Regions from separate parts of the Pan troglodytes genome. Here region 1 is linked to region 2. The links are chromatin contacts, called in public HiChIP or PLAC-seq maps. All regions are on one chromosome and are shown on one strand. The core of a region is the stretch at or near the end of the contact, and the rest is flanking DNA. Distances in the headings are between cores, read along the strand shown.

Evidence for each region. HiChIP or PLAC-seq counts read pairs in DNA pulled down with a chosen protein or histone mark.
Region 1: an H3K4me3 HiChIP or PLAC-seq map of stem cell-derived excitatory neurons shows a contact between it and region 2, with 4 times the contacts expected there. The contact joins the promoter of ZNF684 here to the promoter of CITED4 in region 2. A contact is called at or near these places in 1 of 7 Hi-C or Micro-C datasets (stem cell-derived neural progenitor cells) and 1 of 1 datasets of contacts at active chromatin or transcription factors (stem cell-derived excitatory neurons).

The regions. Positions count from the first base shown.
Region 1 is chr1:190,440,338-190,444,948 of NHGRI_mPanTro3-v2.0_pri, reverse strand. ZNF684 (zinc finger protein 684) reads left to right here and starts at 2,249. Exons shown (of 5, transcript XM_513358.8): 1 at 2,249-3,428.
Region 2 is chr1:190,104,955-190,109,698 of NHGRI_mPanTro3-v2.0_pri, reverse strand. It overlaps CITED4 (Cbp/p300 interacting transactivator with Glu/Asp rich carboxy-terminal domain 4), which reads right to left and starts at 1,308. Exons shown (of 1, transcript XM_001172473.8): 1 at 1-1,308. The coding sequence starts at 999. The coding sequence ends at 445.

The sequences.
Region 1 (4,611 bases), core at 1,000-3,499, 330 kb before region 2:
TTCAAAACTTCAAAGTCAATGTCTAACCAACCCAGGAGCAGTGAACACCACCAGATGCCTGATCAAGGTCTTGAAATACCATCTCCCATTAAAAAGAGCCAGGTTCCTTGGAGAAATGGCTGATTTAAGGTCTGGGTCAGGAAATGAACAAGAGAAACCTGAAGCACCTTGTCATATAGATAACAAGCTATTGAAGACTAATAGGATCATTCCAAAAGAAGAGGACTCTCAAGAGCCAACTTAAAGAGGCTCCCAATGGCCAAAGATGTGACAGTTTGAGTATCAGTAGGGATAACAATAGCAATAGATTGAAGCACATCAAACATGTTTAAATCTATGAGTTCATAATGATGCTCAAAAATGGGTCATGTTTAGAAGATAATTGGGAATTGTTAAGTTGAAAACTGGTAAATAATTTTTTTTCCTGACATTCCTATGTGAACTGTATACCTGAATAACTACATAGTACATGATATGAAGTTCCTCTTTATAGGAATAATCCAGCTGCTAAATGACAAAGGAATGATAGAATTAGAGTGTCCCTTTTTTACAACCTCTAAAGTTGTGGTATGATCATAGCTGACTGCAGCCTCAAACTCTTGGCCTCAAGCAATCCTCCCTCTTCTTCAGCCTCCCAAAGTGATGTGGTTACAGGCATGAGCCACTGTGCCCAACGTATGTACTTAATTTTTTTAAAACTCTAAAAGAAATTGCATTTATGAGAAAATTGATAATTTAAACAATGACTCAATGTTTGATGATGTTAAGGAAATATTGTTAATATTTTAGATGTGATAATAATATGGTTTTTTAAGTCTTTATTTTTATTGGTGAAATTATATGCTCTGGGATTTGCTTCAAAATACTATGCAATGGGGTTGGGGGTAGAGATGAAACAGAATTGGCCCTGAGCTGATAATTATTGGAGTTGGGGGATGGATACATGGAAGTTCACCACTATTCTTTCTACTATTGCATAGTTTAAAATTACCATAATGAAATGTTTTGTAAAATTAAATGCCTAATTTTTGGGTTGCACAAAATACATACTGTTTCTAATAAAAATACACAAGTAATTTGGTCCAAAATACTTTAGATATTAAGATGTAATGAATTTATTCTACTACCCATGTCTTTAATATATGTCCTTTCTGTTGAGAGACAGGAGAGGGGAGGGAAGGGGACGGGAGGGGAGGCAGAGAGAGAGAGATGTGTTTATTGCATAGAAAATGCTAGTAAAGTCAATGGGTACTAATATCACTTGATCTTAGCCAAAAGGCTGAGAAGCGATAATGGCTACTAATATCAAGCCAGTTCTTAATGGTGCCAGGCAATAGTACTACATTTCCTTAATCTATTCACTTGCTCACATTCATAAATCATACTTTATCGAATCTCAGATGCCATTGATTATAAATTGTATTATTATTTTATGTACTAATAAAAAACAATGCTCCTGATTAAACTATGGAATGCCATCACTTGTAAGACAGCAATTTCACAGATGTTAAAATATGAAAAAATCATGTTTCAAAATCATCATAATACAGTATTCATCTTTTCTGTCAAGTCTAAAATACTTTCCCCCATCTTCATTTCAGCTTCCTATTTCACTGGGAAAATAGAAGCACTCAGAACAGGGCATCCTCTTTCTCCTACCACCATATTTGTCCACCTGTTTGGATCTGTACTTATAAACTCTGCCTCCCCTTTTATTTCAATGGAGATGAATTATCCATACTCTTACTTAGAATGATCCCTGTGATTGTGTACTGGATTCCATCCCTTCTCTTCTCAAGGACATTCCTCCGAGTAACTAGCCTGTCTATCCTGAATTGTGTATTTCCCGCCTCTACTGGATCTTTTGTTTTATTTTATTAACTAATTCATTTATTTGAGACAGAGCCTCGCTCTGTCGCCCAGGCTGGAGTGCAGTGGTGTGATCTCGGCTCACTGCAACCTCTGCCTCCCGGTTTCAAGTGATTCTCCCGCCTCAGCCTCCCAGGTAGCTGGGTTTACAGGCGTCTGCCACCACGCCCGGCTAATTTTTGTATTTTTAGTAAAGACGGGGTTTCACCATGTTGGGCAGGCTGGTCTCCAACTCCTGACCTCAGGTGATCTGCCCACCTAAGCTTCCCAAAGTGCTGGGATTACAGGCGTGAGCCACTGCGCCCAGCCTAGATTCTTTTAATTAGTACATAAACTTACTATAATTTCTTCCATCTTTTTTATTTTATTTTTTTGAGACAGAGACTAGCTCTGTCGCCCATGCTGCAGTGCAGTGGCGGGATCACGGCTCACTGCAGTCTCTACTGTCTGGGCTCAAGCGATCCTCCCATCTCAGCCTCTCAAGTAGTTGGGACTTCAGGCGGGTGCCATGCCAGGCTAGTTTTTTATTTTTTGTAGAGATGAGGGTCTCACTATGTTGCCTAGGCAGTTTCAGACTCCTGGGCTCAACCAATCCTCCCACTTTGGCCTCCTGAAATGTTAGGATTACAGGCATAAGCCACCACACTCAGCCCCATCTTTGAATTAAAAAAAAAAAATTAGAACATGTGGAAAAACGCAACAACAACAAAAGATTAACAAAATCCCTATCCCATGATAGCCTTATTTTTCTGCTCACCTTAAAAACAAAACTTCTTAAAAGTATTGCGTATATTTGCTTTCTCCATTTCCTCTCCTCCCATCCTTCCCTCCAACTCCTATCAAATTTTCATCAGACTTTATCAAACTTCCACCACTGCCAAAATGGCGTTTCAACATCACTGGTGACCATTGCTACAGTGGCCCATTCTTAATTCTCATTTTACTTGACCTATGAGCAACATTTGAGACAGTGGGTCACTCCCTTCTTGAAACACTTCCTTCCCTTGGTTTTGCAGATCTAAACTCTCCTACTTTTCCATCTACTTCATGGATTATTCCTTCTCAGTCTTCTTTGTTGGATCCTCTTCACCTCTCCGACTTAACCTGGTGCATTGCTAGAAGAAACCCTGCTGAGTAAGAGCAAATTTTTTTTAGCATACCGCTGATTTTACTTTCCAGTATTTAAAAATGCTGTGTATCCTTTTAAATGAAAACGACTTAAAAAGCGTGGCTCTCAGGCTAGCAATAGAGATACCAACCCGGGAATCTCCGCACCACCCCCCAAGAGGAAGCAGCGTCTGACGTCTTCCGGAAACGAGCTCCACTGGCCTTATGGGAAATGTGGTCTCCGACGGATGGCCTACACCCGGGAGGAGTCCAGGAACTCTAGGTGGACAGTTACTTCCGCACACGCGTAGTAGGACGGTAGCCGGTATTCAATCTTCAAATCAGCGCCGCGGGAAGTGCTGGCGGGGCTTGCTCCCCTGTCTCTGGACGACGCTGTGACTGATCCCAGGCTTGGAGCCGGAGCTGCGAGCGAGGCAGTGAAAGGGTGGCAGGTATGGCTTTGCTGGACTCGGAGGACGTAAGAGAAAGGCGGGGACTGGCTTCTAGGTTTACCCTACCGAAGATAAAACTTTAGTCTCCAAGCGCAGTGACTTCAGGTTTGGATATGTGGGTCCTGTTCAACTCGAGTAGCTGAGAGAAAGCAAGAGTTGGGCTCCGACTGGCACTGGGTAGATGTCCAGGGCTCTGGTGGGACTGGGAGAGGCTCAATTTGCATTCCTGCTCTTGTAGGTCAAGGTCACTATGTAGGAGTCTGTTCATCTAACTGTACCTTTCCTGGTTCCAAGAGCATAGTTGGCCCGACTGGAGCCTGCGACAATTTTAAGCCATGTCAAGGGATCCAGTGGAAACTGTAAGCTATTTCAAGGGATCCAGGAAGAAAGCATTCTTGAGAAACTGCTATGGATTAGAAGGGTATTCTCAGCAATCATTTGAAGTAAATGCTATTACCATTTTGCATATGAGTTAACTGAAGCTGAAAGGTGAAATTACTTGCCTGGACTCACACAGCTTAGTAAGTGGAAGAACTGAGATTCAAACTCAGATACATTTTCTCCAAATTTCATTTTTTTTTTTTTTTTTACAGTATAGCATTCCTGCATAAAACAGAGTTGGGTTTATTCTCCTGAAATATTTGAGCAATGAATGCTGAGTAAATTTCGATTTGTAGTCATTTTGTAGAGTCTCTTGTTGTATCTGCAGATCTTCCAGTGCAGACTGTGTAAATGAAGATGTGAGTCCCCGGTTTGCCCATTATACCCTTTCTAGAGCCCCAGCAGTCTAAGCTCATAGGAGATGGCGAGTTTCTACAGAGAAACATTTGGAGTTTAAACTGAAGGATCCAGCTTAACAAAAAAAAAAAAAAAAAAAAGTGTTCCTGGGTCCCTGAATCCAGCCTTCTCAAGAAAGCCCAACCTAATTTGCAATCTCTTATCCCAGCTTCAGAGTAGAAACCAGAGAATCACAGGAAGGAATCATTTTTAGACTTACGGAGCTTCAGAGACCAAGCTTTTAAGTGAGTCAACTCATTCATTATTTCTTCAGGATAAATTTCTGGGAGGAAAAAAAATAACTGTTTCAAGAGGAACCACTTGGTGCTAGATCAGTAGGACAGAAACATGTAACATCCTTATCTAAGCTCCATATATTCCTAACAATCACAAGTAGAGATCTGTG
Region 2 (4,744 bases), core at 59-2,558:
TTCCCCTCCTTGAGGTGGGAGGCCCAGCAACCACAGGGCCCAGGCAGCGGGGTGGGAGGCTCAGGAGATGGTGGCTCTGGGGACCCGATCCCGAGGAGAGAGGGGGCAGCAGGCAGAGGCCTGCAATGGCTCAGATTGGGGGAAGAGGGCGGCGAGGGGGAGAGGACACGTTCCAAGAACCAGAGTCCGAAAGCTGAAGCTGGTCCAGTCTCTTTCACTTTACGGCCGAGGCTGGGGTCAGAGAAGTGAAGCCAAACTGTCCTCCCGCAGGAGGCAAGGCCTGGAGGGACGCCAGGGTCCCAGTCCGGTGCCGGGCCCTGCGCACACAGCCGCCGCCTCCACCCTCGCGGAGGGCGCGCGCGGGGCCCAGTCGCTGGGTGCAGGGTCCGGCGGGCAGTCGGGCCCCTTCTGCTCTCCGGCACACCGGGTGGGCGCCGGCCGCGCTCAGCAGCTCACGGAGCCGGCGGGCGGCGCGGACCCCAAGTCCGAGAAGCAGTCGAACTCGCTCTGGCCCAGGAAGAGCTCGGGCAGCTCGCGCACGCGGTGCAGCCCGAGCTCCAGCTCCAGCGACGTCAGCGCCTCCTCGTCGATGAGTTCGGCGTCCATGCCGCCCAGGGCGTGCGCGGGCGGCGCCGGGGCTGCGGCGCTGGGCGCCGGCTGCGGGCCCGGGGGGCCTCCCGGAGCGTTGGGGGGCGCGGCCGCGCGGCCGGGGTACGGCGTCGCCACAGGCTGCAGATGCGCGCTGCCCGCGGCCGGCGGAGGCACGGCCGGAAAGGGCTGGAAGGAGGACGGCGGCCCGAAGGCCCCGTACGCCAGGGCCCCGGGTTGGGGGGGCGGCGGCGGCCCCAGCGGAGCCCCCCGCGGCCTCAGCCCACTGTCCAGGCCCGGGCCCGCGTACGGCGGCAGAGTCCGGAGCGCATGAGGGCCATGGGCGGCCGCGGCGGACGGCGGCCTCTGCACCAGGCGGTAGCCCTCGGCGAGCATCAGGTGGTCGGCCATGGCGGCAGGCCGGCTGCCTGCGGGGACAGCGCGCGGTGGTCAGCGCCGGCTCCCCCGGCCCGGGCCAGCGGCTCCTCTGCGGCGGGAGACCCGGGCACCGTGCGGTCCCTGCAGCTCGGCCGGGCGGAGCAAAACCAAACCCGACTGGTGCCCCGGCCCAGCCCACTACTGCGCACCTTGCGGCCGCAGCCTGGGGTCACAAAGGCCCGCACCCTGTAGTGCTCCGAAACCTCCGCGTCGCGTAGCTGGGCTCCGCGTATTCTTATACCCAGAGGCGGGGCTTCCCCGCCCTCGGACGCTCATTGGCTGGTTGAGACGCTTCTGGGCGGGCCGCGCACGCCTGCATCTAGGTCTTGGCCCCGCCCCCCACTGGAACCCCGCCCCTTGGGACTCCGGCCACGCCCCAGGCTCTGAGCACCGCCCTGGGGCGGGGTATTTGGCACTTTCGGAGGGACTCGGTCTGGCCCTCAGGGCTTCGGAATCGGACTTGGCTGGGGTCGAGCTTGAACTGACCAGAAGGTGGGGTGGGAGGGCCAGAGTTTTAGGCCCCCAAGAGCTGCAGGATGTCAGGCCTACGCAACCTTTTAACTTTCCAGGTAGAGACCGAGGCTCAGTGGCGGAAGAGGCTTCCTGGAAATACACAGCAAAGCCTTGATCAAAGTGAGACTGCACAGCTACACAGGGCGCATGCACCTTAGCGGTGCAGGGTCCCCGCAGGAGGTCAGCTGTCCATTCCCATAACCCCCAGGAGAGCCTGTTGCTCCCCCTCTAGTTCCCACTGCACCTTGTCTGTTGAAGCATGTACTTAGTTGTTATTAAAGTAATTTATGGGCACGTCTCCTGAAGGACTTGTTCATCTTCTTCTCAGCACTTGGCCCAGAGCCTGGCCCAGAGCAGGCTTTTAGTAAAAGCTGAGTGAATGAACTAATGATGGAATGAATTGCAACTCTCAGCTGAGCCTCAGTTTCTTCATCTGTAAAAGGTAAAGAACAGCAGCACTGACCCTTTGTGAGGGGTAAGTGAGGGCATGTGTGTACAGTGCCCAGCACAGTGCCTGGTATGTGGTAGATGCTCAAAAGTGTCCCTTAGATGAAAGAAAGGCTATTTAAGTTCTTTTTTTTTTTTTTTTTTTTTTTTTTTTTTTTTTTTTTGAGACGGAGTCTCGCTCTTTCGCCCAGGCTGCACTGCAGTGGCGCTGTCTTGGCTCACTGCAAGCTCCGCCTCCCGGATTCACGCCATTCTCCTGCCTCAGTCTCCCGAGTAGCTGGGACTACAGGCGCCCGCTACCACGCCCGGCTAATTTTTTTTGTATTTTTAGTAGAGACGGGGTTTCACCGTGTTAGCCTGGTCTCGATCTCCTGACCTCGTGATCCGCCCGCCTCGGCCTCCCAAAGTGCTGGAATTACAGGCGTGAGCCACCGCGCCCGGCCAAGGCTATTTAAGTTCTGTCCCAAAGGGCCTTCTCTTGATAACAGCAATAATAACTTGGACTTTTAAAGTGCTTTACATTCTACAAGTATTTTGTTGGGGGCAGGGCATGGATTATCAGCCCCATTTCAGTGATAAGGAGAAGCACACAAAGAGAAAGTGGCTGTCCTGAGGTCACAGGCAGCCAGAGTTAGCGTGTGAATGCCATGTGTTTTCCAAGTCCTTAGGGCAACTGGAGTCTTTCCTGTGGCCAGGAGACAGCCTCCCAGAACCTTACCCTCCACGCATTTGACACTCTCTCTCCCTTCTCTGACCTTCCCCCACCCCGTGGCATCCTTGGGACTTCCTGGAACTTGGGTTTATCCAGTTGATGTAGAGGGGAGAGCCCTAGAGTGAGAATTCAGGGGCCCAAGGTCTTTTCTTCCCTCTTTCTTCTTCTTATTTTTTTAAATAGAGAAGGGAGCGGGGGGGCGGCATGGGGGAGTGAGGAGGGCCTCAGGCTTATCTTGAATCCCTGGCCTCAAGTGACCCTCTCACCTCAGCCTTCCAAAGTGCTGGGATTACAGGCATGAGCCACTGCACCCAGCCAGAGGCCCAAGTTCTAATCATATCTCTGCCACCCACAGGTGTGTGACCTCCACCACCAACCAGCTGTGACTGTTGAGTGTTGAGCAGGGAGTATTACTTGATTCCCCAGGGCCTCAGCTTTCTGCTCTGTGAAAGGGAGACGGTGATCTTGCCTGGTCAGCCTGAGAGCTTGTGGGAAGTGATAAATGACCATGGGTGTGGTCACATTTTTGCAAAGTGTAAAAAGCTACACCCTGGAATTTATTCTCCTGAATCTTTCTCTACAGGTAAGGCTTCTCACAGAAATTCTTAAACCTGGCCATGCCTTACACTTATCTGGAGATGTGGGGGGTAAGGGGTGGGTGAGTGGGGGCTTTGATAAAGATGGAAAATCTCTGCCCAATTTGGGAGATGAAAGTGAGAGGATTGCTTGAGCCCAGGAGCTCAAGACCAGCCTGGGAAACATAGTGAGACCGTGTCTCTACAAAAAGTTAAATAATTAGTTGGGCATAGTGGCATGTATCTGTAGTCTGAGCTACCCAGGAGGCTCAGGTGGGAGGATTAGCTGAGCCCTGGAGGTGGAGGCTGCAGTGAGCCATGATGGCACCACTGCACTCCAGCCTGGGCGACAGAGATCTTGTCTCAAAAAAATCAACAAGCAGGCCAGGTGAGTGGCTCACGCTTGTAATCCCAGCACTTTGGGAGGCCGAGGCAAGTAGATCCCTTGAGCTCAGGAGTTCGAGACCCCTGTTTCTGAAAAAATAAAAAATAAAAAATTAGCTTGGCATGGTGGTGTGCACTTGTAGTCCTTGCTACTTGGGAGGTTGAGGTGGGAGGATCACTTGAACCTGGGAAGTTGGCTACAGTGAGCTATGATCGCACCACTGCACTCCAGCCCGGGCAATGTAGGGAGACCCTCTCTCAAAAAACAAACAAAACAAACAAAAAATTATTCTGCCATCATTGGTCTTAGGTCACCAGCATTTGGGAGCCATTGCACCACCAGATGATTTTCCATTTTAAAAAAAATGTGTGTGTAACTAATGTTTAAGAAGTTCTTTAGGCCGGGCATGGTGGCTCACACCTGTAATCCCAGCACTTTAGGAGGCCAAGGTAGGCAGATCACCTGATATAGGAGTTTGAGACCAGCCTGGCCAACATGGTGAAACCCTGTCTCGACTAAAAATACAAAAATTAGCTGGGTGTGGTAGCACACGCCTGTAATCTCAGCTACTCAAGAGGCTGAGGCAGGAGAATTGCTTGAACCCAGGAGGCGGAGGTTGCAGTGAGCCGAGATAGTGCCACTGCACTCCAGCCCCAGCGACAGAGTGAGACTCCATCTCAAAAAAAAAAAAAAAAGAGAAAAGACAAAAAAAAAAAAAAAAAAGGAAAAATAGAGTAGGAAGGAGGTTGGGGTGCAGGGGAGGAGGGGAGCAAGTTGTAGTATTAAGTGGGGTATCTGGGGCAAAAGCGGGCTGGGCGTGGTGGCTTACGCCTGTAATCCCAGCACTTTGGGAGGTTGAGGTGGGTAGGTCACTTGAGGTCAGGAATTTGAGATCAGCCTGGCCAACATGGTGAAACCCCGTCTCTACAAAAAGTACAAAAATTAGCTGGGTGTGGTGGCACGCACCTGTAGTCCCAGCTACTCAGGAGGCTGAGGCAGGAGAATCGCCAGAACCCAGGAGGCAGAGGTTGCAGTGAGCCGAGATGGTGCCACTGCACTCCAGCCTGGGCAACAAAGCAAGACTCT